5 separate regions of the Mus musculus genome follow, and regions 2, 3, 4 and 5 are each linked to region 1. Evidence: chromatin contacts called from public HiCAR-type, HiChIP or PLAC-seq and promoter capture Hi-C data. All regions are on one chromosome and are shown on one strand. The core of a region is the stretch at or near the end of the contact, and the rest is flanking DNA. Distances in the headings are between cores, read along the strand shown. Region 1 holds the start of Prrc2b (proline-rich coiled-coil 2B). Region 2 holds the start of Urm1 (ubiquitin related modifier 1). Region 3 holds the start of Odf2 (outer dense fiber of sperm tails 2). Region 4 holds the start of Set (SET nuclear oncogene). Region 5 holds the start of Zer1 (zyg-11 related, cell cycle regulator).

Region 1 (5,171 bases), core at 908-3,407:
GGATTTCTGAGTTCGAGGCCAGCCTGGTCTACAGAGTGTTCAGGACTGCACAGAGAAACCCTGTCTCGAAAAACCAAAAAAAAGAAAAAAGAAAAAAGAAAAAAAAAAGAAAATTATAAAACTACCCAAAAGAACATGCCCCAGACACTGGGCTTGGCATTCCATTGAAATGGTTTTTGTTTTTTTCCAGGACCTAGTTGAGCGGCCTTGGAAAAGCTGTATATCCTCTCAGTCCCTCTTTTTTCTTACAATAATAAGTGCTTCAGAGTTGGCATTAAACCAGACAAGCCCAGCCCACTAACAGAGGACACCATAGCAGCTGGGATTTAGTCTCTTCAGGAGAGTGCCTAAGATGGTCCCACACTTTTCTTCTGAGTAGCTGAACCCAGGGCCTCCTGCATTGAAGCGACAAAGTCTACAACTGAGTTACATCACCAACTATTTCTTTTTAATTAAGATTGATTGATTGATTGATTGATTTATTTATTTTACACCAGAACAGGGCAGACCCCATTACAGCTGGTTGTGAGCCACCATGTGGTTGCTGGGATTTGAACTCAGGACCTCTGGGAGAGCAGTCAGTGCTCTTAACCACTGAGGAGCCATCTCTCCAGCCATATATATGTTCTTGTTTCTTGAATGTTATTTTTAATTGCTAGGATATCTGGAATAGATAAGGAGAACCTAGCACTGCACAGTAACCTCGAAGGGAGCCAGTCTCTCTCCCAGGCCTTTTGTTCTGCATTCACACGAATACACACCCAAGTGGGGTGGTTTATGTCATGTTTTAAAAAGGGTGAAGTGGCCGGGCAGTGGTGGTGCAAGCCTTTAATTCCAGCACTTGGGAGACAGAGGCAGGCAGATTTCTGAGTTTGAGGGCAGCCTGGTCTACAGAGTGAGTTCCAGGACAGCCAGGGATACACAGAGAAACCCTGTCTTGAAAAACAAAACAAAATAAAACAACAACAAAAAAAGGTGAAGTGTCTATACGGTGCACTTGTTATGGAAGGGAGACCTTGCTGTGGAATGGTGCAACGAACCACTTCTGCCGTACCACTTCTGCCGTACCACTTCTGCCGTACCACTTCTGCGTGTTTCCTGCATGTATCTTGCCACTGGGATCCCCCTCTCCCTCCACACATTCTAACAGGTCAGGACTGTCAGGCTGTCAGGTTTGTCTGTCAAGAGGCTCTAGAGCTCTGGGGGTGGTGGGAGCAGGATCCAAGTTCAGTCCCTCTTCTGAGCCCCCCTCCCTCTCAGGTCTGCATCCCCTGCCTTTTAGGGTGCTGAGTCCTCCCCATTCTCCCCACCCTTTTGCATTCTCACCCCAGAGCTCTCCCTGGGGTCCCCTCCCAGTCTATGTCTGCTTCTTTCAAGAGCCCCTCCCCCACCCATGGAGGAGGCCTTCTCCATGGGTGGGGGTGGTCTTCAACCAGATCCACTCTCCGTTGAGATTCCTCTTCACCAGGAGCCTCTCTCCATGAAGACCCCTCTGATTTGGGACCCCATCTCCATCCATGTATCTTGCTACTGGGATCCCCCTCTCCCCCCAGTTCCTTTACTTTTTCTCCATTTGAGCCGTCCTCTCCATTGCAGCCTCTTTGCACCAGGGCTTCCTCCTTCTCCTGGTTCCTTTCCACCTAGGCCCCTTCTCCATCAAAGTCCCTCTCCACCAAGGCCTCTTCTCCATCAAGGTCCCTCTCCACCAAGGCCTCTTCTCCATCAAGGTCTCTCTCCACCTAGGCCCCTTCTCCATCAAGGTCCCTCTCCACCTAGGCCCCTTCTTCATCAAGGTCTTTCCATTTGGGCCCCTTCTCCACCTCGGCCTCCTCTCCACGTAAGCCCCTTGTCCATCAAGGTCCCTCTCCACCGCGTCCCCTCTCCAGCCGAGCCTCCTCTCCATCTAGGTCCCTCTCTTCCGCAGCCCCTCTGCACCGCGGCCCAGCTCGCTCCCCGCGCTCTCCCTCCTCCTCTCCCCCGCCCTCCCTCCCGGGACAGGGGCGACGCAGCAGGGGGCGCTGCGCGGGCCACCGTGCGGGCGGCGGGCGGGGGCGGCGCGGAGGCGGAGGCGGCGGCGGCGGGGGGCGGGGAGCCGAGCGCGGGCGGGAGGCGGCGGCGAGCCACAGCGCCGAGGCTCCAGCGAGCGCCGAGGAGCGGGAGGAGGAGGAGGAGGCAGAGGCAGGAGCGCAGAGCGCCGAGCCCCGCGCCGCCGCCGCGCAATCCGCCGCCATCCGCCGCCCCCGCGCCCGGCCGCCGCCCGACCGCCATCGCCCGGGCCCGTCGCGCGCGGACGCAGACCAGGTGGGCCGGGGCCGGGGCCAGGGCAGAGGCCGGGGTTGCGCTTTGTCTCCGCGGCGGTGCGCTGCGGCGGGCGCGGGGCTGCGGCCTGGGCGGCCTGCTCGGCGCTCCCCAGCTCGCCATTGTTGTGTCTTCGCGGCCAGGGCGGGAGGACGGCGGGCCGAGCGGGGCTGGGCAAGGCTCGGGGTCGGGATCGAGCCCGAGGGCTCTCCTGCGCCCGGGGACGGCGGCCTTGTCGGCCGGGGTGGGGGACGCGGGACCCCGAGGCCGCCCGGAACCGCAGGCCGAGCGCCGCCCCGGCTCGGGTGGGTTCGGCTGAGGGAAGCGGGGTGGTGTTTTCACGGCACCCGGAGCCGCTGCTAAAAATGTTTAATGATAAACAGGATGTCGCTGCTCGGGGCCTGCCAGATTGATTTTTTTGTTTGTTTCTTTTTCTTCGTCTACCTTTTAAGAGAGAAATGCAGACCTATTGAGATAGATGGTGGGCCTCTCTGGAGAGGATCTGCCTGCATAAAAGTGGACGCTGCTGCTTTCCTTTCTTCTTTGTAAATATCGTGGGGGGATGAAGCCCACTGTTAGGCAAGAATAGGTGTCGCCCCCCTTCCCCAGGCAATGGTGAGCTTGAAGGAAGTGGGAGAAGGGGGGCGCCGATGCTCTCCGGAGTGTGTCATTTGCTAAATGGCTGCCTGGGAGAAACCTTTATAAAGCTGTCTTTTGCAGGGTAGTTAAATTTCACCTACGTTTTTTCTTTCCTGGAAAGGTTAGCGTGTATTTCGGTGTGTTGTCTGTTTGCGTTGTATATCTCACTTGGGTTTTCTGTCCGTCTGTCTGAAGCCTCAGCGCCCTTTCTCAGCAGTACAACCGCAGGGGCTTGCTTTGTATCGTAATGTCTGCACCGTCGTGGTGCAAGCTGGGACCTGAGGGGTACAGGCTGTGGAGTGGGATGCTTGCTGCCACCGAGGGACTACTCAGCCTTCACAGGCAGAGAGGCATGACTTGGCAAGCCGTCGGTGCTCTGTAGTTACTCTGTGCTGTCAACCTAGGACAGAAGGCTGGCCACTTGTGGTGTCATCCATGCTGGGGCATGCCACAGGTGCTGGTTTGAAGTGGCAGCGTTGGAGAAGGGATTCAAAACATTGGGTGATGTAGGACTGCTGGAAGTTCCAGGTCAGCCTGGGCTACATGGTGAAAACCCAACAAAATACCCACATCCGTAGGTACTTTGGTTAGTGCTGGGCCTCAGTGGGGAGGAGGCACGGACTGCGTTAGTAGCCCCCGTCAGAGCAGGGGGTTGTCTGGCTTTCAGTGGGCTGGAATTGTATAGGATGGATAGGAGAAGAGACAGGAACTCGGGAGTCTTGACTTTGGAAGAGAACTGCCCTCCTTGGGGATGGGCAAATAATTGTTCGGGGAGCCTTCAGCTTGTTCAGGCAAGTGTCCCTCTTGGAGCCATGTTCAGGTCCTCTTGAGTGACTTTACCCAAGTCTCTGAGCCCCAGCTCTTGCATCTATAAAATGGGAATAATAAGACTCCTGCTGTATCTCGTGGGAGCCTCCGGTAAGGTTCACAGCAGAGCGTTTCTGTCCTGGGAAGGTGGTAGACATGGACATTCTCGCAGGTTCCTTGGTTTTGTTAGTTCCTTTTAAATCCTGACTTTTCCTCGTGTTGTGGCTTGTGGAATTGGGGACCCCCTGCAAATGCTGTGACCAGCAAATTGTTTCAGGGCTGGCTTAAAGGTCCAGGGGAGCTCAGCTAGATTCCGCTGCTAGTGGGAGACCATGGAAGGGTTTCAGATAATGAATGGGGAGACAGATATTGGTCTCACTCTGTGTGGTGACGTAGGCCTTGGCTCTTGGAGAGCCCTGGTTAACTTGCTGGTTTCCAGTTGGATAGACAGTGACTTGCAGTCTGGGAGGGAGAGGTGTGTGTGTGTGTGTGTGTGTGTGTGGTGTTGCTTCATTTGCCTTAATCATTTGCTGAGTTTAAGGCGCTTCCATGTCCCCTCCAGGGCCTTTTCTACACTTGCCATTTGGCTCATCCTTGCTGTCTGACCTCCCTTGCCAGTCTGGTCCTGGTCTGCCTGTGGCTGGTGGATTAGGGAAGGTTGAAGTCTACTGTCCCTGCCCCCAGGATTGTAATTCCTGGCGGAGCTCGCTGCTCATGTGGGGCCTGCTCTGGTCCTCCCCACTCTTCCGTGGGAAGGAGAGGGTGAGGGAGGGGAAATCCCTGGGCACTTGAGAGTCAAAAGCCTTAGGAGAGTGGAGTTTCTGGAATGGCCGGTCGGAACTGGTTCCTGAGCCTTGGCTTTACTCCGCTACCCTCCATCCTGTTTGAATTTCGACTCTCTCCCACCCACCCGCCCGGTTTCTTTTTCTCAGAAAGATCATTTTATTGTCTTTTAAAGCCCCCCCCCCCCTTTGCCTCACACAGAGTACCAGCTCCCAGCTAATGGCTGTGGGTTGGTTCCATCTCCCTTTGTTCCAGCGTTTAAGATTGATCATTTCAGGGTTAGTTTCTATTTCAAACCAGAAAAGGCTGGGAGGTCCAGTGCATGCATTTCTAACTTCCATAATGAGGCTCCTCTGCTGTCAAATGTTCAGATCAAGTTACAGGCCAGCAGGTATTAATAGGGCCTGGCCGGAACAGGTCTTAAAACAGTACAGTTTTTTTTTTCCTCTTAAAAAAGAAAGAAGAAAAGAAAGAATATTTCCAGCAGACACCCGTTGGACTCTGTGCTGCGAGCCTTGTTTTGTTTGCTTTTGAGTATTGTATACAAAGGCAGGGCTAAGTAAGTTTAAGACTTCTTTTGAATTATAGTCGATTATATTTATTGAGTGTGTCTCTGCTTGTGTACCATGGTCCTCCAGTGGTGG
Region 2 (5,171 bases), core at 1,641-4,140, 2.3 Mb before region 1:
CCACCATTCAGGAGGCTAAAGCAAAGAACATTGCTGCATGTTCAAGGGGAAAATGCGAGACGTTATTTTATTTTATTTAAAAGATTTATTTATTTATTTATTTATTATAAGTATACTGTAGCTGTCTTCAGACACCCTGGCAAAAGGCATCAGATCTCATGACAGATGGTTGTGAGCCACCATGTGGTTGCTGGGATTTGAACTCAGGAGCTTTGGAAGAGCAGTCAGTGCTCTTAACCGTTGAGTCATCTCCCCAGCCCCGTTATTTTATTTTTTTAAAGGTTTATTTTATGTATATGAGTACACTGTAGCTGTCTTCTGACACACCAGAAGAGGGCATTGGATCCCATTACAGATGGTTGTGAGCCACCAAGTGGTTGCTGAGAATTGAACTCAGGGCCTCTGGAAGAGCAGCCAGTGTGCTTAACTGCTGAGCCATCTCTCCAGCCTGAGATATGTTATTATTTTTTTTATAGATTTATTTATTTATTTTATGTATATGAGTACACCATTGCTCTCTTCAGACACACCAGAAGAGGGCAGCAGATCTCATTACAGATGGTTGTGAGCCACCATGTGGTTGCTGGGAATTGAACTCAGGACCTTTGGCAGAGCAGTCAGTGCTCTTAACTGCTGAGCCATCTCTCCAGCCTGAGACATGTTATTTTTAAAACAAGGTTTCTCTACATAGCCCTGGCCTTCAACACAGAGACAAGTCTGCTTCTGCTTGCTGAGTGCTGGCATGAAGGCCTTTGCCATCATGCCTTTCCTTCCCTTTTCTAGGCAGTATCTCCTCCCTAATTGAGGGTTACCGTGCACTTCTACTTCTGCATGCTTGGATCACAGGTAGACAACAGCATAGCCACTGATTTCTGCATCGCTGGAGTCCAACCCCAGGGCGTTGTGTATTCTAGGCAGGTAATTTGCCAACTCCTACACCCCCCCCCCCCCAAAAAATGCATTTAGAACAGTTCCATCCCTCCTCCTCAGGGCTTCAATAGCCTTCCTTCTCTCCCAGACTTTACAAGACATAGCTTGGCTCTGCCTACTTTTTTGTTTTGTTTTGCTTTTTCAAAACAGGGTTTCTCTGTGTAGCCCTGGCTGTCCTGGAACTCAAGAGACCTGCCTGCCTCTGCCTCCTGAGCTGGGATTAAAGGTGTGTCCCGCCACGGCCTGGCCTCCTGCCTACATTTTTAGCCTTACCATTGGCCAAGCTCTCTGCTCTCCAATTTGCTCCCTCGATATTCCAGTTAGTTTGCAACTTATGTTCTCCTCATAACTACCTGGCTAACTCTAATAAAAATTTAGAGCCCAGACAGTCCACTTTGGTATTTCTCATATGTATACCACCTGGTACTGTGACCAAACCCAGACCCTTGAGCAGGTGCAAGCACTGTACCATTGGGCTACATCTCCAGTTGACATTTTTCTTATCTTTTTTTTTCTTCATGTTTGTGGATGTGGGTGTATTCCTAAATCATCATTCTCCAATATATATATGATTTATATTTTTCAGTGTACTGTTTTTGTTTTTTGTTTGTTTTTCTAGACAGGGTTTCTCTGTGTAACCCTGGCTGTCCTGGAACTCACTTTGTAGACTAGGCTGGCCTCGAACTCAGAAATCCATCTGCCTCTGCCTCCCAAGTGCTGGGATTTAAGGCATGTGCCACCACCATCCGGTTCAGTGTACTGGTTTTTGCCTGAATATATGTAACTGGAACTGGAGTTAAAGTTGAGGACTGCCATGTGGGTGCTGGGAACCAACCCTGGGTTCTCTAGAATAGTAGCTAGTGCTATTAACCTCTGGGCCATCTCTGTAGTCCACTATTTTATGTATTGAGGCAGGGTCTTTCTGGAACTCAGAGCTTGCTCATTGGCTAGTGTAGGTTGCCAGCTTGCCCTGAGGAAGCCATCGTCACCTCCCTAGCTCTGGTATTGCCATGCTAACCATCATTTCACTTGGGTTGGGGATCTTATCTTTGATCTTTACACTTGCCCAGCAAGTACTTTATCAGATGAGCCATCTCCACAGCCCTAGCGTTTTTTTCACAAATCTCTATAATTCTAATTTTCTAACATCGGAAAATTTATTTCAGTTTAGGATTTCACATTTATTAGCATGGTTTGTACATTTGATTACGGCTGTCTCCCCGTCTCCCTGCTACACGGAGAGACCTAGAGACAAGAACTTCAGTTACAGCCGTTATTACTGACTCTCCACAGGACCAATCTGCCAGACACATTGTTAACTCAGTAACCGTGGAGTAGAAGACATACAATTCATCATCTGACACAGATGTTTGCATAGTAAGATGGCAGCTCCGGAGAGAGACAACAGGGTCAGAAACAAGAATTTGGAGTTACCTCGTTTTACTCCCTTAAGCGATGTTAGCTGGGTTGACAGGGTTCTTGTTTGTGGGTTCTTTGTTGTTTTTGGTTTTGTTTTGTTTTTGAACCCTGGGTGTCCTGTAATTCCCTACGTAGATCAGGCTGGCCTGGCACTCACATAATCCACCGTCTCTGCCTTTCTGAGGGCTAGGATTAACGGCGTGTGCCACCATGCGTGGCTTAAAAACAGATTTGTAGCCAATGAAAGATCAACAGTACGTGGCTCACAATCATGTCATCGGATGCTGATGAATTTCCCCTTAGACGTCTTTCTTCAGGAAGTCCCTTCCTGCTCGGTTTTTTTTTTTTTTTTTTTGGCCAGGTCCGCAAATAATGTAGACAATCAATTCCGCAGCCCACTGAGCGGGTGCCTTCGTCCAATAGCTGAGCAGTAACGAACGGATTTCGCCCCACCCCGTACCGCCTCTTCCGTTTACGCTTCCTGGTGGCGACCGGAAATAAACGGGCGCTCCGGAAGTTAAAGGGCGTGTCCTGCTAGTTTGGTTTCCTAAACATGGCGGCGCCCTTATGTGTGAAGGTGGAGTTCGGGTGAGTGAGATCTGGGGCGCCTTGGGGATGGAGCGAAGCCATAAGGCTCGGAATTCCGGACCTCTCTTGGCCTGCCGAGGCTGTGTCGCCCTCCGAGAGCCGGGATAATCCCCTGGCCTCTGACTGACGCGGTCTCTGTGGGTGACGAGGCCGTGAGTCCGAGAGTTGAGGCGCACACACGGGTAGGGAGATGCGTTTGGAATCCTTCGCCTTGCTCTGTATCATGTAGGACTGGGAGGCATTGACAGTGAGCAGGCGGTCTTCCGGCATGTTTCACCCGTGCCATTCCGAGCCCGACTCGCCTTGTCTGGTTTTTGAGCTTCTAAGGGGAGCGCACGAGTAGAGACGAACCCTGCTGAATAATCTCAGTTCTGTCTTCCCGCCTAGTGCCTTCCTAGGGGAAGTCTTGGCCAAGACAGGACCTTCCTCTTTCTCAAACCTTGTGTGTGTGTGTGTGTGTGTGTGTGTTTTCGAGACAGGGGTCCTCTCTGTTTGGCTGTCCTGGAACTCACTCTGTAGATCAGGCTGACCTCGAACACAGAAATCCGCCTGTCTCTGCCTCCCAAGTCCTGGGATTAAAGGCGTGGGCCACCACCGCCCGGCATACCTTGGAGTTTTAATTAGATTTTAATCTTTTGCAAAGTAGTTTGGTAAGTGTCTTCTGCAGAGTCCAGAGGAGCTACCGGGGTAAATAAGCTGCCACGGAGGGAGTGACTAACATTGGTAGTATATTATCCTTACTGTGAAAAGGTTCAGAATCCGGGTACACATCACTACTTGAAGGAACACGGGGAAAAGTGAAGATTGTCTCAAATCACCATTGTGTTCTTCCAACACACAGAATGCTTGTCATGGTTTCAAAACCTGCAGAAGACAGACTTCTTCGGAAGCTGAGAACAAAGAACTGAGGCTTCTAGAGATGGGTGGTTGGTTTCTAGAATCTTATGGAAAAGCTAGGGGTGTGTGTGTGTTTGTGTGTGTGTGTGTAGATGAAGAAGCCAAGGTTGAAGTGAAGGGAAACTCAAGGGTAGAGAGAGATGTAAAATTCCTTCCAAATGCCTTTCTTCGCCTTGGATGCCCCCCATTCCTTTCATGTTGTCCCTTCACTAGGCAGTTCATTCACCAGTCATTTATTGAGTGCCTACCATGTGCCAGGCAGTGAGCCAGACACCAAGGATACAAAGATAAATAGCACTCTGTCTAGTCCCTGCAGTGTTCAGCATTTCTGTCCCTTGGAAGGGAGTAGTCTCATGAATGTTAAGTGCAGTTTAATTGATGATATTGTCTTGCTGCTTGGATCCAATTAGGTTGGTCTGGCTTCCTGACTGCTTTACCTCTTCGAACCTTAGCCCAGCTAACACGGTATCCTCCCACCTCCCAAACTGGGCTATGAGGGGACTTCCTGATGCCTTGACCAGCTTCAGCAGAACTGAGAAGGAAGAAGTTACAGGCTCTCAGTGTTAATGTCTGTTGGTAGCCAACTTGCCTTTCATTCTCACTGAGACGTGGTATTTACTCAGCAGAGATGTGATCTTTCTGCCAGATACTGTGCTGGCAACAGTAAGGACGTCATCAAGTAAACCAGACCCTTGCCCTCAGAGTTTACAGACCCATACAGTTACTTTTTTTCTAGCCTCTACCTTCTTTGCCTCTCAGAGCAGCCGGACAGGACAACATTCTTTACCCACCTGTGCATCTCCTTCCACACCTCCCCAGATATGTGACCCATCAGAATTGCAGCTTCTTGGGGCATGGTGGCTCATGTCTGTTATCCCAGCATTTGGAATGCAGGAGCAGTTGGATCTTTGTAATTTTGAAGCTAGGCTGGGTACATAGGAAAAACTTTCCATAAATAAATAATAATAATAATAAATAATAATAATAAATAAATGTGCTTACCAAACCCAGAAATCCCTCTGTCCTCCTATTTTGATGTTGTTTGGAGACAGGAGCTCATGATACAGCTCAGACTCACCTCGAGCTTTCTATGTTAGCTGAAGCTGGCCTTGAACTCTTGGTCCTCCTGCTTCCTGAGTACTGAGATTACAGGTGTGTGCCACCCTGCCAGTCATCTGACATGTTTTTACCTCCGACCTTTGATTAATTGTGTCATTTGACAGAGAGGCTTCACCTTTTACTATGAAGCTGAGAGGATTTCAAAAGATATGTAATGCCATCATTCTCTCCTCACTGGTCCTAGAAGTCTAGAAACTATTGTCTCTAAGCACTGGGTA
Region 3 (5,171 bases), core at 1,132-3,631, 2.3 Mb before region 1:
CTAACAGGGAGGACTGTTTAGACTGTTTAGTATGGAATAGACAACATAAAAGCTTTCCTTGTCTGGTTTCATTAGTATGATAGGTCATGTACTCCTCTGAGACTGAATGGCAGGTGCTAATGTGCCTTGAATGTAGCACGGACTTAGTTCAATGAATAGGGACATGCTAAGACATGAGCAACAATTCCATTTGGAAGTAGCAAAAGGATATTTCATTATTTTAACTAAATCGAAAAGTCTTGCTATGTAGACCACGCTGGCTTCAAACTCCTGACCAAATCAACTTGTCTCAGCCTCCTGATAGAATTCTGAGATTATAGCTATGTACCATCGTGTTTACAAAGGAGACACTTTACAGACATGTTTGAGCTGCACCTTGAAGCAGGTTGTTTATCTTAGGCAGCAAGAAGCACACATACATCTGAAGGCAGACCAGAAGGGCAGCTAAGGGTGGGAAAGTGTGTAGATATTAAGGGAATTTCATTTGGTAGATTTTTTCTCTATGAAATAGGGAACTTGATGTATGGAATGCAGAAGAGACAAAAGTTTGGAAAAGCCTCTGTTGGTAATTGTCTAGAGAGAACTGCTGGACAGAGTGGAGACAATGATTCGTGGAGATTATAACACGCACGTGTTACTGAAAATTGAATCTAGGATTTTGCTCAGGTCAGGCAAGGGTTCTAACTCGGAGTTCCTGTCCCCAGCTGTATGCTCTTGCGGAACCTCAGGATGGTAGAGATAGGTAGGACTGAGGGATACAGACTGGCCTTCAACTAACTCATGGCCATCTCCCTCCTTCATTGAGATTACTGGCATGAAAAAAAGAAGAAGAAGAAGAAAGAAGAAAGAAGAAAGAAGAAAGAAGAAAGAAAGAAGGAAGAAGGAAGAAGGAAGAAGAAAGAAAGAAGAAGAAGAAGAAGAAGAAGAAGAAGAAGAAGAAGAAGAAGAGGAGAAGAAGAAGGAAGAAGAAAGAAAGAAGAAGAAGAAGAAGAAGAAGAAGAAGAAGAAGAAGAAGAAGAAGAAGGAAGAAGAAAGAAGAAGAAGAAGAAGAAGAAGAAGAAGAAGAAGAAGAAGAAGAAGAAGAAGGAAGAAGAAAGAAGAAGGAAGAAGAAAGAAGAAGAAGAAGAAGAAGAAGAAGAAGAAGAAGAAGAAGAAGAAGAAGAAGGAAGAAGAAGGAGAAGGAGAAGGAGAAGGAGAAGGAGAAGGAGAAGGAGAAGGAGAAGGAGAAGGAGAAGGAGAAGGAGAAGGAGAAGGAGAAGAAGAAGAAGAAGAAGAAGAAAGGCTCGGCTTGCTGGTGTACTCCTATAACCCCAGCAAGCAGCAGAGATAGGCAGATTTCTGCTCAAACGCAGCAAGTTCCAGGCCAGCCAGGGTTGCACGCACAAAATGAACCGTCAAGGGTTGACGAACAAATATGACATGGTAAGACTGCCCTGCCGGCTGTGGAGGTGGGAAGGTAGTTCACGCTCCAGGGAGGAGCTGGTGGGAGCACAACTACTGTGTTGGAGTTAAGGTGTCAAGGAAATGAGGTCTACCCAGCCCGGAGGTTGTTAAAGTCTCCCAGAATCCAGGGCGGGAACGTGAGCCTCGTGACAGTCCCCCACGATTGGCTAACAGGGAAGCATAGTTGAGAAGATGGCGGCTCAGCAGAGAGAACCTCAGCAGAGCAGGTCCGTATAGAAGCGGCGTACGGTGTGCGGGAGGGCGGCAGGGGCGTGGGGAGTGCGGCCTCTTCCTTCGGTTTGGGGCGTGTGGGAGAGGGGTACAGTTTGTGGAGTGTGCACAAGTTGTCTGCACTGAGCGGCCGAGGCATAGGAATGGCTTTCCAGAAGCCCCAGCCTGTCGCTTGTACAGACGCCCTCTGCGTCCAGCTTCCTCCTGTGTTTCGAGGGGAGCGCGTTAGGGTTCAGGATTCAGGAGGACCAGGGCAAAATGGCGGAGGGGACTCGGTGGCCTGAACGGTGGGGCAAGACCAGGCCGGCTGGCGCGGGAGGCGTCGCGTGTCTCCCTGACGACGGGGCGGTGGACAGGCCTCGTGACCCAGAAGTGGGCGGAGCGTCCCCGTGTGGGGCGGGGCATCTCTGTGACGCTGGGGGCTGGGCCTAAATGGCGAAACCCGAGAGGCTCCGGGGGGGGTTTGAACTGGCCAATGGGCGAGCTGCCGACCGGTTGTCGGAAAAGGAGGCGGAAGCGGGGAGGAGCCGCCGCGGGAGCCGGACTGCATCCGCCGCGGCGTCTCCATGGCACGACCCTGGCCTCCGACTTCAACGACTTCATAAGGAGACGGTTCTGGGCGCAGCCGTGCCGCTCTTGGTGAGAGGCCACGCGGCGGGGCAGGGCGTAGAGTGCCGCGGGTTCAAGCCCCGCGCTCCCGGGGCTGGCTCGACCGGGCACCGTCCCCGAGTCTAGGCGCGCTCCTTCCTGCGTCCGAACCCGGCCCGCCCCGCTCCTCGTTGGGCGCGGGCCCTTCCTCCTCCCGCTAACGGGCGGGCCGGCCGCCTCCGTCCTCTCCGGGCCATCGGCAGCGCTCTTTCCCTCCTCTGCTGTCCTCGGGCAGGGCTGCGCCCTTCTATGGGCAGAACCCCGTCCCCTCTTGCCCGCTGGTGGGTGGCCGTGCGCCCCATCCTCCCCGGAGGCCACCCCTGCTCTCTGCGGACTGGGCCGCAGCAGTTACATGCGCTCGGGGTGGGCAGGCCTCCGGGGACCCTCCAGACCAGCTCCAGGGATGTGGGTGATCCAGGAGCGGTCTGGCTCTCCATGCCGCCCCGCCTAGGCCGCCGCTCCACCCCTTCCATCTATTGGTTCTCCCTGGTAGCTATTCTGCCGGGAACGCCCCTTCACCTAGGAGACAGTTGCCCAGGCACTGTCCCGAAGATCCCTCCAGCTCCCTGTGCGGGTTCCCGCCCCTGGGGGGCCCACTTGGGGCCTAGCAGTTCTCACCTTCTTCGCACTCCAGGCAGCCCTCAGGTTTAAACCCTAGTAGCCGTCGGCCCGCTATTCTTCCCGGGTGGGGTCTGGGCATGCTGGTCGTTGTCCTCCTTTCAGTGACGTGGCCCCTCACTGTCCTGCCGCGCCCTCCACCTGCCTCCTGGCGGCGCACTCGGCACCCCGCAGGTCGCTCAGCCTCTCCTGTCTCCCTCCCTCCCCACTTTGGCAGGACAGTTGCTGTGCGACTTGGACAGTAGAGGAGCGCCTCCCAAGTTTTCATCCAACTGCCACCCCCAAAGCTTCCACCCTCCTCCCCTCAGAGAGAGGACGTTTGATGCCCGGCCCCTGAGATTCTCATTGGCCAGCCCCTCTGGGTCCCCCTGAGCAGAGCCTGCCGACCCAATTGCCCATCTTTGCGGCTTTGATGCTTAACCATGTCTGCCTCATCCTCAGGCGGCTCCCCCAGGTACAGCCAATGTGGGGGGCGCCTTTGCAGTAGGGCAGGGAAAGGTGGTCAGGGCTCCCCAGGCCAGGCTCAATGGAAACTTTTTTTTAGTTTCCCAGGTACTGAAAGTCTGGACCCAAAACACTTGAAAGTGACTTTGAAAGGGGAGGAGTAAAGACTCCCCTCCCCCGCCTACAGCTTACTAGTAGCAAACAAGATCACTCTTAATGCTTTGAGTTCAGCTTGGCTTCAGACTCACTAGGTAGTCAAGGTTGTGCTTGAATTCCCGATTCTCCTTTCTCCACGTCCCATGTGGTGGCTTAAAAGCGTTTCCCACCATGGCACCTCTAAACTAGTGTTAAAGTGAGCAGAGATATTATAAGTAAGTAGAAGGGGGGAAAACTTGAGGTTCTACTTTGAACAGTCTTCTTCCGAGTGGCCGTCCGGCTCGCTCAGTAGTTGTTTGTGAGCCGAGCAGAGTGCAGACCATGGTGCTGTTGCTTTAGGTTTCAGTCTTCCCCCTGAAGAGCTGGTGAGGTCGGCAGAAGGCTATCTGGGAACTGTGAGGAGGCAGTGGGCTAGGTTAGCTTTAACCATTGCAGACCGTTCTCCCCCAGCCGGGACTCTGGCTGGACTGCTGGTCTGGAGCACAGTATTGGCTGTTTTGCACTTGTCGTATTGGGCTGCATATGTACAAGCAAGGCTCTGGTGTGGGCAGTGAGTGGACCACGTTGGGAAGTGGGGTCTTCGTATGCTTCAGCAAGGGTGTGAGCCTTCCTTTTACAAGCTGGTGTCCCAGTGACTTTGCTCCTGAGCTGCATGTTTTAGGTTAACCTGTCACTGAACGCTTCCCCAGAGGAGCTTGGGGACTGTAACCCTTGTTGAGACTGGTGCCTTGGCAGCTTTTTTTTGGGTCACCTGATTGGAGATGACAGGTAGGCTTTCAGCACAAGGTCACAATACATGTGATGCGATGGCAGGTTTAAAAGGCCAGCCATGCAGACAGCCTACACCTGGTATCACCCTCCTGCTGAGCACACCATGCGCGCCTTGTGCTCATCTACAGAGAGCCAGGGGACTCAAGACTGCTGCTCCAAGCTGCCGACGCAATAGCCACCACATGCAGTGTGCCATTTCCCAAGAGCTGAGAAACAGGAGAACCTTGGCTTTCTGCTCATAATCTGGTTCTTGTGCCCGGGTGCAGGTTTCCATCGTGTGGGAAGAACGGAGTAACGAGTCTCACACAGAAAAAAGTCTTGAGAACACCTTGTGGCGCACCCAGTGTAACTGTTACGGTAGGTGACCCTCACAACGGTACCATCAGAACTGCTTCTGCAAGCCTTTGCTAGGGACTGCCCAGGTGCTCTGTATGGAGCTGGGAAGCATGGCCTGCTTGCTGATGAAGGAAGGAGTCAGGTGTGAGGAGGTTGTCTTGATAGCCTTCCAGGGACATCCCAACATCTTTAGAACAGATATTTTAAAAAGAAAAAAAAAAAGAAATAAAAGCATGAGAGAGAGGTGGGATGGGGGCTGCCGGCGGGCAAGGCTGTTCCTGGGGTCCAGCTCTGCTCACGTTTTCTCTGGAGTCTCTACACTCTCCTCACACTTGGCATCCCCACTGGCCTCCTCTGTGCCCTAGTGCCTTGCTTGCATGTGGCCTGCATGCATCTGCACCTTAACCATTTTGAGTGTTTCCCACACTAACTCGCATGTCTGGTTGGAAGATACAGCTTTGCAGCCGACCTGCACTAAGTCCAAGGCGGAGCTGCCCAGTCCGTCTGGCTTGGGTGGAGCTGCA
Region 4 (5,171 bases), core at 1,848-4,347, 2.1 Mb before region 1:
CACCTTTAACATGCTGGGATTAAAGGCACCGCCCCACCCAGAGTTTTCTTTTCTAAAGGGAGGGCTTCATGTAGATCACGCAGGCCTCCAATTTGCCAGTGAGGATGACCTTGAACTTTCTGATTCAGAGCTGGGATTCCAGGCTAGCACCATCGTGCCTAACGTACTGGGTCTGGAGCCCCGAACATGCTGTATGTACACACGGCAAACACCCTTTTTCTCACTGCTTGCTGAGACTTAAGGGTAAATAAATTGCAGTTGAGATGGGGGTTAATCTTTTCCCTTTTGTTATAAGCAAAGTGTGAGCGAACCTTTTTGGTGTTACACATTTAGTCTGTTGGCAGAAATAGTTAAACCGGGAGAGATGGGAGGGTGCCACCATAGTCCTCCTAAATGTGCCCAGTGGACACAGGTTGACCTGCCAGGCACTGTAGCCAGCCTCTCCACACTGGTATGGAGAGTGCAATGCTTGGTGGCTTCCTGGGTGCACCCATGCCCAGCGCCCCCCCCCCCCTTCTGCTTTGATTTCCCTTAGTATGCTCCTTGTATTCATCTTGAAGTTCAGGGCCCAATCAGAGGAAGGCCCCGTGGGTCTTCTGTAGATTTATGCTGTGGTCACAGGCACCAACCCTTGGACCAGACGTTGTGGTTGAAAAAAACTTCAGTTTTCAGAGCAAGCTTCTTTCTACCTGGGAGTGGCCCATTAAGTCAGTCTATCTAGGCTTGTAGGTAAAAAAAGGAAAGAGATTGGAGAAGTGGTGGTTCAGTGCTTAAGAGCACATTGGCCTTGCCAGGGACCTGGATTTAGTTTCTAGTACTGCAGTGGTGGCTCCCAGCTTCGGCTCCAGGAGGATCCTCTTCTGGCCTTTGCACATAGCACAGTTAAATACTACAGACAAAACACTCTTCTGGGTAAAAAGTAATTTTTAAATTGTTTGTGTAATACAAAGAGAAAGAAACAGACATTCTTGGTGGGTTGGTTTGTTTCCCCCACCCCCCACCCCCCCCGTGGGTGTGCGCCAAGACTTGATGTCAGCTCTTGTCTCTTAAGCCACATTTAAGACATTAGGGGTTTGGGGAGTGAAGAGCAGAAGTTCAAGGCCATCCTTTTCTAGTTCCACTCCCCACCTCCCAACCCCCAGAAAAAGAAAATAACTGGTTTATGTTGGTTCCTTCTCTTGTAAAGTTGAGTTGCCGGTGGGGCTGCCTGGCAGATGACAGTTTATCAGGCACTAGACCTGGGGATCCATTCCCATTACTTAACCCAGTTTAGTTTATCTGTAAAATATACTTAGTATCTTGTTTTGGAAGAGTTTGAGGCAGGGGTCGTGGCTGAGTGATAGGGAACTTGCCTCTTAGGATCCAAGCCCTGTTTTTTAACCCTAAGATTATCTGTAAAAGTTACTTTGTATCTTATGAGGGTTACAGGAAAATACAGCCAAATGCAGCAGGAGCCTAGGGTAGTGATTTGGTATGGGAGTGCTAAGGGCTAATGCTCTAGCCCTTTTACTTTTAGACACTTAGACACTGTAGCCCAGGCTAGCCTCTGCCTCAGCCTAAGTCCTTGTTTTGTTTGTGGAATTTCTTTGCTACTGTGTGCCAGGACCTCACAGGGCTATCAGGAATCATTCCTGGTGAAGGCATCACCTGAGTTTTAGCAAATGTTAGTCACAGTTTATAGCTCTCCTTTTTGTCAGACCGTTCCCTCTTTAAGAAGCCTGTCCACAGTTGCCTGTGTTGGAGGTCTCTAGGCTTGGGAGCTGTGTGGGTTAGAGGTCCTTAGAGGTTGTCGCCAGATTTAAGCTTACCAATTGCAACAGATGAGTGCAATTAATTCACCGACTTGAGCATAAGGTGCACCACCAGGAAGGCCTAGCTGAATTTCCTGGAGTTGAGATGGAAACTTGGAGGAGCACATTTGTATTCTCTCACCATGGACTGTATATATATATATATATATATATATATATATATATATATATATATATATATATATATATGATGTATTTTACATTTATTGTCTACCCACCATGAATGACTTGACTTAAAGCCACATTGCTTTATGTATAAGAGCTGATAATAAAACGGGAATACTGAGAGTATGGATAGTTCAAGCTCTAGTGGTAGAGGAACCAGGTAGAGAGCTTTCTGGATTTCCAGGACCACGTGTTGGGATCCAGGTAGACAGAGAACTATCTTTTCAAGTCCTGAAAAACAGTGTTTAACCATTAAATCCCTCCGACATAGTGCTTAAGGACTTTTTAATAATCTAAAGCTGTTTTTGTTTGTTTGTTTGTTTGTTTTACTGTTTTAGCCTTTGACTTTTAAACATTTCCCCATTTGTCATCACCAAAAATGTGCTTCCCTCACCACTGAGATCAGGACACCTGTACGAAGTTGAGCAGAAGGACCTGTGGCAGAAAGGTCCTTCCTACAGTCAGAGAACTTTCCTGTGGTTCTTTTGAGTGTGAATATGTAACAGATTTTTAAAAATTCAGAACCGAGGGCAGAGGCTTGAATTGGCCCATGCATAAACCCGGTCCCGCGTGTAAACTGGATAGAGGAACTGCTTGCGTGTGGCTCTGCACAGCAGCCTAGAGTTTGAGTCCCCAGCTTCTCCATCTAGAAAAAAATGAAGGTGCCCGGGTGCAGAACTCAGGCGCCTGATTGTAGCCAGGGTACTCCTAAGGCCTGTACTTTTGAGGGGCTGCGCGCGCCCCCTCTCCAGAGCCCCCAGCCGCCCCGCTAAGGGAAGCCACTGAGCCACCACGTGATGGAGTATTGGGGAACGGAGGCCCCGCCTCTCAAGTCACCGCGCGGCGCGCAAATGTCCCGGGTCGGCTGGAGAAGGGGAGAGCGGGGGAGGGGAGCACCGCGCGGGGGCAGGACCATGCGTCGCTGAGCCGCTTCCTCCCGCCTCTCGTCCAGGCCCCAGTGTCCCCACCGCCGCCGCCGCCACCCGCCACGGCCCCGCCCCCTGCCCCGCGGCCGCGGCCAATCGCTGTACGGCGCGAGCCTCTCCGGCCGGGGGCGGGACTTGCGCAGGCCCGGCGCGCCTGCGCTCTGCGGCCTGCCCCTCGCCGGGAAGAGGAGGAGGTGGTGGTGGAGGAGGTGGAGGAGGAGGAGGAGGCGGCTCAGGGCAATCCAGAAGCGAGCCGGAGCGCGGGGCGCGAGTCGAGGAGCCCAGCCGAGCCGCCGCCGCCTCCCCGCCTTCAGCGAGAGCCCCGGCCGGGGGCTCGCCACAACGCGCCCGGGCCTGCCTCCGCGTCAGGCCCCGCGGGCAGTGCCAGGCAGCCAGGGGGAGGGCAGGCAAGTGAGCGCCGGGAGGAGGCGGCCGGAGCGAGCGGGCGCCGCGCGTGTGGCGTGAGGGGAAGCCGCTGGCCGCCCCCTTGGCCGTCCCTTCGCTCCCCCTCCCCGCTCCCCGCCCCGATCGCGGAGGGCACCATGTCTGCGCCGACGGCCAAAGCCAGTAAAAAGGAGCTCAACTCCAATCACGACGGGGCCGACGAGACCTCAGGTGAGGACCGGGCGCGGCGGGGGCCCGGCCGCGCCGCCATCTTTCGGCCCGGACCGCGGGGCTGCGGGGGGCGCGCGGGGGCCGGAGAGCCGGCGCCTTTTTTGTGTGCGGCCCGGGACCGGGGGGCCGGGGTGGCGCCGTGGCGGTGAGCGGTGCGGCCGAGGCGGGGGCGCTGCGGCCTGCGCGGCGGGCGGAGACCCCCCCTTCCCCCCGCCCGCGCTCTCCTCCCCCTCCCTCCCTCCCGAGAAGCCTCTCTTTATTGTGCTCCGCCATGATGCCTCGCTCCCATCAGCCGCCACCGCCGCCACATGGTGCGGCCGGACGCAGCCTTGCGGCCGGGCCTCTAGTGCCGCCCTGCTTCCCGCCCTGAGCCGGCGCTACCGCGGAACCGGGAACCGGGGTTTGGGGCGGGGTAGGGGCGCGGAGCCGGCGGGAGGATGCTCCAGGCTGCGCGGGTTGCGCACCCCACGTGGGGCAGCCACACTCGGGCGCGCCGGGGGTGCGAGGAATCTGGCCCCGAGGCCGTATGATGCAGGGGCTTCAGGGGCCTTTAGGACGCCTAGCCCTCGCCTGGAGGGTCGTTTCGAGCCCAGGACAGCTGCAGAGCCCGGGCTGGTTACCGGAAATGAGACGCGCGATCGGGCCCCTTCACGCCCACTTGGCTTTGTAAAAGCCTTCACAACCCTCGGACAAAAGGGCACGAAATAGGAGCACACCCCCTCTCCTTTTTATGGCTCCAAGTTTTTGAGTAGGGTTTTCCCACGAAGTGTCCTGAAATACTGCACGGCCGTATATGATGACCAATCTCATCAAGAATGGGTTGAAGGAGTAAGGTCAGGTTTACATTCTAAGTCTGAGAAGACGACTCCGGGAAGTTTGGTGACTAACTGGTCTTTGTCGGTGTATATTGATAATCATAACAAATTGAGAGCACTTTAAATTTTTTTAAAGCAGTTATAACAGTTGATAGTATCCTAATTTGTTTTATGGCCATGGACTAGTTTCCACACTAAGTGGCAGCTGGCACTGGCACCCTTTCTCTTACAATTGTATAATATTAGTAATAAACATGAAAAATTCTTGAATGAGGTGAAGCCTCTCATTCACCTTTAATAATGAAGGCCAATGATTGCACCTTTGTAACGAACGAAACTCTTTGAAAAGTAATCCAGGAGTGAAGCATTTTTCCGAGTAGCGGAGTAGATGCCTTAATTTGTGAATGGTAGGGTAATGAGAAAGTAATTCTCAACTGCGTGCTCGAACACGTGGGGAGCATGCTTTGTGGTGAGCTTCACTGTTGCAGTTCCCATCCTGGGATCAGGAAGAGGAGCTTGTAATTAGTGTTGAGTCTTATGTCCCCTTTCTTGTTTTGCAGAAAAAGAACAGCAAGAAGCAATTGAACATATTGATGAAGTACAAAATGAAATAGACAGGTAAAATATATTAATTCATGTTATGGAAAGTTCTCTTGTGGAACTGATTTGGCATCAGGTAACTACAGGAAGGTTTTGGTGAGCACACTCGTGTTTCAGTCTGGTTATAACTCCCGGGTTAATGTAATCTTTCCTCAGCCTTCCCAGGTGCGGGGGTACTGTAGGTAGGGTGCTCTTTCAGAGGTGCAGAATTAGAGTCTGGCTGCTGCTACCTGGGTTTT
Region 5 (5,171 bases), core at 1,947-4,446, 2.0 Mb before region 1:
GTTGGTCCCCAAAGAGCTGACTCCATAGTGGTTTCTGAGCTCACATTCCTGGAATCAAGAACTGCAGCAGTGAGGCTAACGAAACACACCCACCAAAGGCAAGACCGTAAGATGCTTCAGTGGTTAGTGCTGCCGAGACTGAAAGCCTGCATTCAGCCTCGGGCCCCTCATGGTGGAAAGAGAACAACTCTTATAAATTGTCCTCGGGCCTCCACAAATGTGCTGTGGTACTTCCCTAAGTAACTGTTAAACACAAACGAACACCTGGAGGCAAAGTGGGCCCTGAGCATGTGGGCCCTAGATGCCCCTGTACGAACCCAGTGGCATGAACGGTAACAGCAAGTGTTCTTCACCACTGCGAGCATGAGTGAAGGATAAACTCTTCTCTGACCAGTGTCTGGTTTCATCCTACCGCTCTCTCCAGGGTCAGCAGGGGCAGGAGGACACCATTCTCTGCGTAAAGCAGGGAAAACCGAGGTTCAGAAGGAGCAACAGATTCACGTAACTATATACAATAAGCTGGCAGCAGAACTGTGCTAGGCCCTGGCTCACCACAGTGCTAGTCTGGGGTTCTGGTCAGAGAAGCTTTCTCTGCCGTTGAGGCTCCTGTCTTCTAATCACTGACTTTACACATTTACATGTTACTTAATTTTGTGGTGCATGGGGTGGGCCCCAGGGGTTTATGGACCCTAGGCAAGTGTTCTATCACTCAGCCATAGCCTCTGACCCTTGGCCTTGCATTTTCAAATCCTCTGGCCCTGCTCAGCCAATAGCACAGGCCTGATGATGTAGTCAGGTTCAAGGGCTGAGAAGATCTGGAGTTGTTCTCCTCAAAGGCTGCAGATTTTCAGCCTGTGCCAGGGGCCTTCAGAATTCACAGCCTCTACCTGAAGTTCGATCACACACTCAGTGCCACAGATAGGTCCAACACAGTTCTTTTCCAATCTGTCTGGAAGACATCGTTTTGCTTATATTATGTTACAGAATGGGGATATTCAGGGCTTGATTTTAAAAGTCCTTTTTGGGTCAGGCATGGTGGTACACACATATAATCTGATGGAACTGTATCAGGAGGCAGTTGCAGATCAAGCTCTATGAATTCAAGACCACATAGCAAGATTGAAGCCAGCCTTGTCTACATGAAACTGCCTCTAAATAAATAAATGAATAAATAAATGTATGTATGTATGTATGTATGTATGTATGGCCACCAGCTGGAGTTGGTGGCTCCTGTTTGCAGTCCTAGCCTTTGGGATGCTGAGGAGAACTGCTGAGTTCAAGCTCAGTCTGGATTCCACAGGCCGTTGCCAGTCTCACTACAGAGTGAGAACTTGTCTAAACAAACACAACAAACAATCAAGGCCAAGGTCACAGATACCCCGAAGAACAGACCATTACTTTTACCAGTGAATGGTGTCATAAAGTTCTACTTAGCTTCCCCCAGTATTCCTACAAATCCTATGAGCCAGGGGAGTCAGACAGAGCTGGTGATGCCTCCAGCTGATGCTAGAAAGAAGGGCTGCAGGACTGTGTCGTGGGTGGATCCCTCCTGTCATGTACCACACTGCCACACATGCACCCTGTAGCTTAGCAGTCCTATTCTACAGATGGAAAGACCGAGGCAGAAGGTCACCTGCTCACATTCTAACTACGAGGAAACAGTAATGTGACATGACTTTCCCGCAGAAATCTCTTTTAATTTCTGCCATGGATGTTCAGTACAGACAGCAAGAGGGCACTTAAAACACAGGGCTGAAGTACATTGGTCATTTGTCACCTCAGACAATTGATTCTTCTCCAACATTTCAAAAATTACAAATCAACCCTGCATCACAAGCCAGTCCCTAATATGTTCCCTGCGGTTATTTCTTCTCACTTGATTTCCTTGCCACCCACTCTGCCTCCTTCATTCAGACCCAAGCGGGTTCTCTTGCCACCACAGGATCTTTGCGCCTGCTGCTGAATGCTGAGCCCCCAGAAAGCTGTAATGACTTTCTACCTCACTCATCTCTGCTCAGACAGAAACCTCATTAGAGACCTTCCCTGACCATTCTATACAGAGGTCCCAGTCTCTGCTTCGTGACACCTATTACTATCAAACATGTTGTACGTTTATTTACTGAATAAGGCAAAGCACATCGACCCTTCATACCTAACAAGAACCTCTTGGTCAAAGCATAGCTTCTGTGACCCCCCTTTCAATGCTATCTCCACCGGTCACTCTAACTTGAAGCCTGTAGAGAACCATTCTGTCAGAAACATCATTGAGTTAGCTTTTCCCAGGCATTAGGCACCACTACCCCCAACCCTCTGCTCCCCCTCCCGTCTCTGTCATACACACAAGGCACAAGCAAACCCGGGGAAGCTTTGACTGGTTAAAGAGCAGCTAAATCTACCCAGAGCTAGCCAGAGCGGTCAGTTTTAGTTTCACCTCACCTATGGGAGCCATTGATCTTCAGCAAGCCCACCCGCTCTTTTCCGACCCTGTTGCACTATCTTGTACCTTGGCATCGCATTTTGGGAGCTGATCCAGGAGCCAAGCCATCCCTAAGCTTTTAAGTAGCACGGCTTCGGGGGTTGGGAGAAGACCTAAACTCATCCAACAGGTAGGAGGGGCAGAGGCTGGCCTCCTAAGCCCTACGTTGAGCCCCCATTTTGCAAGGGCGAGCGTCGTTCTCATTCTAGAGAGAGCTCAATTTTCAAGGCAAAATCCTCAGACCTGGGTGGCAGGCGACGAGCGCCATCCCACCACTAGCCTGTGGTGGACCTCTGCAAGGAGTCGCAGCGACAATGCTTAGACCCTGAGACAGGGTGAAGAAAAGGATGCAGGTACGTCTCTTGGCTCGGCATTTAGGACGTACCCTAGGAGGGGGCGGCCCTCAACGGGGAGACAGGATGCTTCGCAGGCTTACAAGCGGAGGCTGCGGCCCGGGGGAATCGGCGGCCAAAGCGCCGCAGGAGGTCGGATCCGGTCCGGGTCCGGGTCGGCGGGGCGGGGCGGGGCAGGGCGGGAATGCTGCGACCGGAGCCCCGGACGGAGGCCGTTCCCTTGCCCTCGGGCCGCCGGCTGCTTGGCTCCGGGCCCAGCCCCTCCCCCCGATCCTGTTCCGAAGGCTTGGAGAGCCTGTGGCTGCGGGTGTGCTGTCAACAAAGCGTCACTTCCGGGCCGCCCCTTAGCAGCAGAGGAGGGGTTCTCTCGTCTTGTCCCGCCGCGAACGTGGGCGGAGGCGGCTGAAGGTTCCGGGTTCTCTGGGCTGCTCCTGCCCAAGCTGAGGCCCCAGTCTCCACGTTAGCTTCCAGGGTTCCTTCTAGCGAGGGGCTAACTCGCAGGAGCAGGTTCAGGACAGGATTGACTCCATCTTACCTAGTTAGTGCTGACTCACCCGGTGCCCAACCCGACGTCTTTTGGGCGGTCTCTAAGCAGCCACCACATTGCCCCTCAAAATGTGCTCCTCCTTCTTTCCTTCACGAAAAGGGCCATTCACCCAGGAGCTGTCAGATAGCAGGAGTGAGGCTGTTCTTGGCCACTGCGTTTTCTTCTAGTCACCAAGGATCTCTTAACAGTTGTTTCTCTCTTCCTCCAATAGTGCCCTACTGTCCATCATTTTATCTTTCAAAAATATTATTTTAATTATGTACATAAGTGTATATGTGCTTATGCACGTGACGGCAGCTGCCTGCTGAGGACAATAGCCCCGGAGCCCATGAAGCTGAAGTTACAGGTAGTTGTAAGCCCCACAAACGTAGGAACCGAACAAGCTCTCTGGTCTATACTTCCTTTTCATTTTAAGATTTTTTTCCCATTTATTTATATGTGTGCATGCATATGCACATGTGCAGGAGATCAGAGCACTGTTGGCTGGAGAGGGTTCTCTACACCAGCCACGTTGGTTTCAGGGATCAAATTCAGTCCTCACCATGCTTGTACCAAGCACCCTTACATGCTGGGCCATCTCACTGGCCCCATCACCATTTCTTCTCTTGATTTCTACCATAGCCTCCGAACACAAATCCCTTCGTTCCTTCTGCAGTCTCACAATCAGGGCATCCAGACTTTTCATCTACCTTCTCTCCTTACCCAGTCCCTCAGTAAATTGTTTCCTTCTGGTCTCCTGTCCAGAACGTTCACAGTTGAAATCAGTGTGGGCTCTTTGCATCTCTGTCATTCTAAGCTCAAACAATCAGGCAGTAGGCTTAAACATTTTTCTTACTGCCCTCCACATCTGGTAAACTAACAACACTTTTTGCTTAAGGAATGCCCTGGAGTGAGGTTAGAGAGAAAGAAGGGAGGGGATGTGGAGGCTCAAACCCAGGTCCTGTGGCAGACAGGAATTCTATCATTGAGCGCGCGCACACACACACACAAAATACTATACATACACCTTAATCTTAGCACTCAGGAAGCAGAGATAGGCAGATTCCGTTAGTTTAAGCTAGTTCCATGACAGCCAAAACTACACAAAATAACCATGTCTCTAAAACAAAAAACAAAACAAGAAAAGGAGAAAAAATAAAAGAAAAGAGAAAGTAGATACCTTAAGTAGGAAGGTAAATAACTCAAAATAGGTTCAGGAAGTCCCTGAAACTAACCAGATTCACTAAGACCCTCCCTGCCAGAGAAAAGAATAAAAAGTTGAGAGTTCTTAGTCAAGCTGAGCTGCAAAGAAGATACTGAGACCAGACCAGCTACATGTAAGAAGAGGAAACAAGCTGAGCTGCCTATGAGAGATTTAGACCACAGTCAGGTGGAAAGTACATTTCCCAGTCTGTTTAGCTCTCTGCAGACTATGCTCTGTGCTATAGGTTTCCAGCTTTTCTGAACTGTCATCTTCGCAGAGATGTGCCTTGGTCATGCCACTGTCTTTGAGTCATTTCTGTTCCTGTAAGTAATACCAATAAAACTCACTAGCTCACCAAACTGGACTGTGGTGGTATATTTGGTCTGTCCGGAATTCCCTATCCGGGGTGAGTAGACATGCATGTTGTTAACTTTCTAGGAAAAAATTGTCACATAACACCCTGTGTATGGCAATCCTAACTCAGCAATGTATTGAAACAATTCTACATGCACGACTGTCTTAGTTTAGGGTCACTATTGCTGTGAGGAAACACCATGACCAAAAGCAAGTTGTGGAGGAAAAAGTTTATTGGGCACACACTTGTCCATCATA

Evidence for each region. Promoter capture Hi-C pulls out the DNA fragments that hold promoters and counts their contacts. HiCAR-type assays count read pairs that join an accessible place to other places. HiChIP or PLAC-seq counts read pairs in DNA pulled down with a chosen protein or histone mark.
Region 2: a contact with region 1 is called in an H3K4me3 HiChIP or PLAC-seq map of stem cell-derived neural progenitor cells, with 4 times the contacts expected there. The contact joins the promoter of Urm1 here to the promoter of Prrc2b in region 1. A contact is called at or near these places in 1 of 39 promoter capture datasets (liver) and 2 of 115 datasets of contacts at active chromatin or transcription factors (embryonic forebrain and stem cell-derived neural progenitor cells).
Region 3: an H3K4me3 HiChIP or PLAC-seq map of embryonic forebrain shows a contact between it and region 1, with 3 times the contacts expected there. The contact joins the promoter of Odf2 here to the promoter of Prrc2b in region 1. A contact is called at or near these places in 1 of 39 promoter capture datasets (pre-B cells) and 1 of 115 datasets of contacts at active chromatin or transcription factors (embryonic forebrain).
Region 4: a HiCAR-type map of astrocytes shows a contact between it and region 1, with 5 times the contacts expected there. The contact joins the promoter of Set here to the promoter of Prrc2b in region 1. A contact is called at or near these places in 2 of 115 datasets of contacts at active chromatin or transcription factors (astrocytes and embryonic stem cells).
Region 5: a contact with region 1 is called in a promoter capture Hi-C map of liver, with 4 times the contacts expected there. The contact joins the promoter of Zer1 here to the promoter of Prrc2b in region 1. A contact is called at or near these places in 3 of 39 promoter capture datasets (liver and pre-B cells) and 2 of 115 datasets of contacts at active chromatin or transcription factors (astrocytes and double positive thymocytes).

What each region holds. Positions count from the first base shown.
Region 1 is chr2:32,148,991-32,154,161 of GRCm38.p6, forward strand. Prrc2b (proline-rich coiled-coil 2B) reads left to right here and starts at 2,158. Exons shown (of 32, transcript NM_001159634.1): 1 at 2,158-2,301.
Region 2 is chr2:29,824,499-29,829,669 of GRCm38.p6, forward strand. It overlaps Urm1 (ubiquitin related modifier 1), which reads left to right and starts at 2,891. Exons shown (of 5, transcript NM_026615.4): 1 at 2,891-2,937. The coding sequence starts at 2,903.
Region 3 is chr2:29,887,609-29,892,779 of GRCm38.p6, forward strand. Odf2 (outer dense fiber of sperm tails 2) reads left to right here and starts at 2,382. Exons shown (of 21, transcript NM_001369060.1): 1 at 2,382-2,603; 2 at 3,158-3,394; 3 at 4,578-4,668. The coding sequence starts at 3,363.
Region 4 is chr2:30,063,377-30,068,547 of GRCm38.p6, forward strand. It overlaps Set (SET nuclear oncogene), which reads left to right and starts at 3,098. Exons shown (of 8, transcript NM_001204875.1): 1 at 3,098-3,517; 2 at 4,893-4,950. The coding sequence starts at 3,445.
Region 5 is chr2:30,121,415-30,126,585 of GRCm38.p6, forward strand. It overlaps Zer1 (zyg-11 related, cell cycle regulator), which reads right to left and starts at 3,197. Exons shown (of 16, transcript NM_001290503.1): 1 at 2,862-3,197.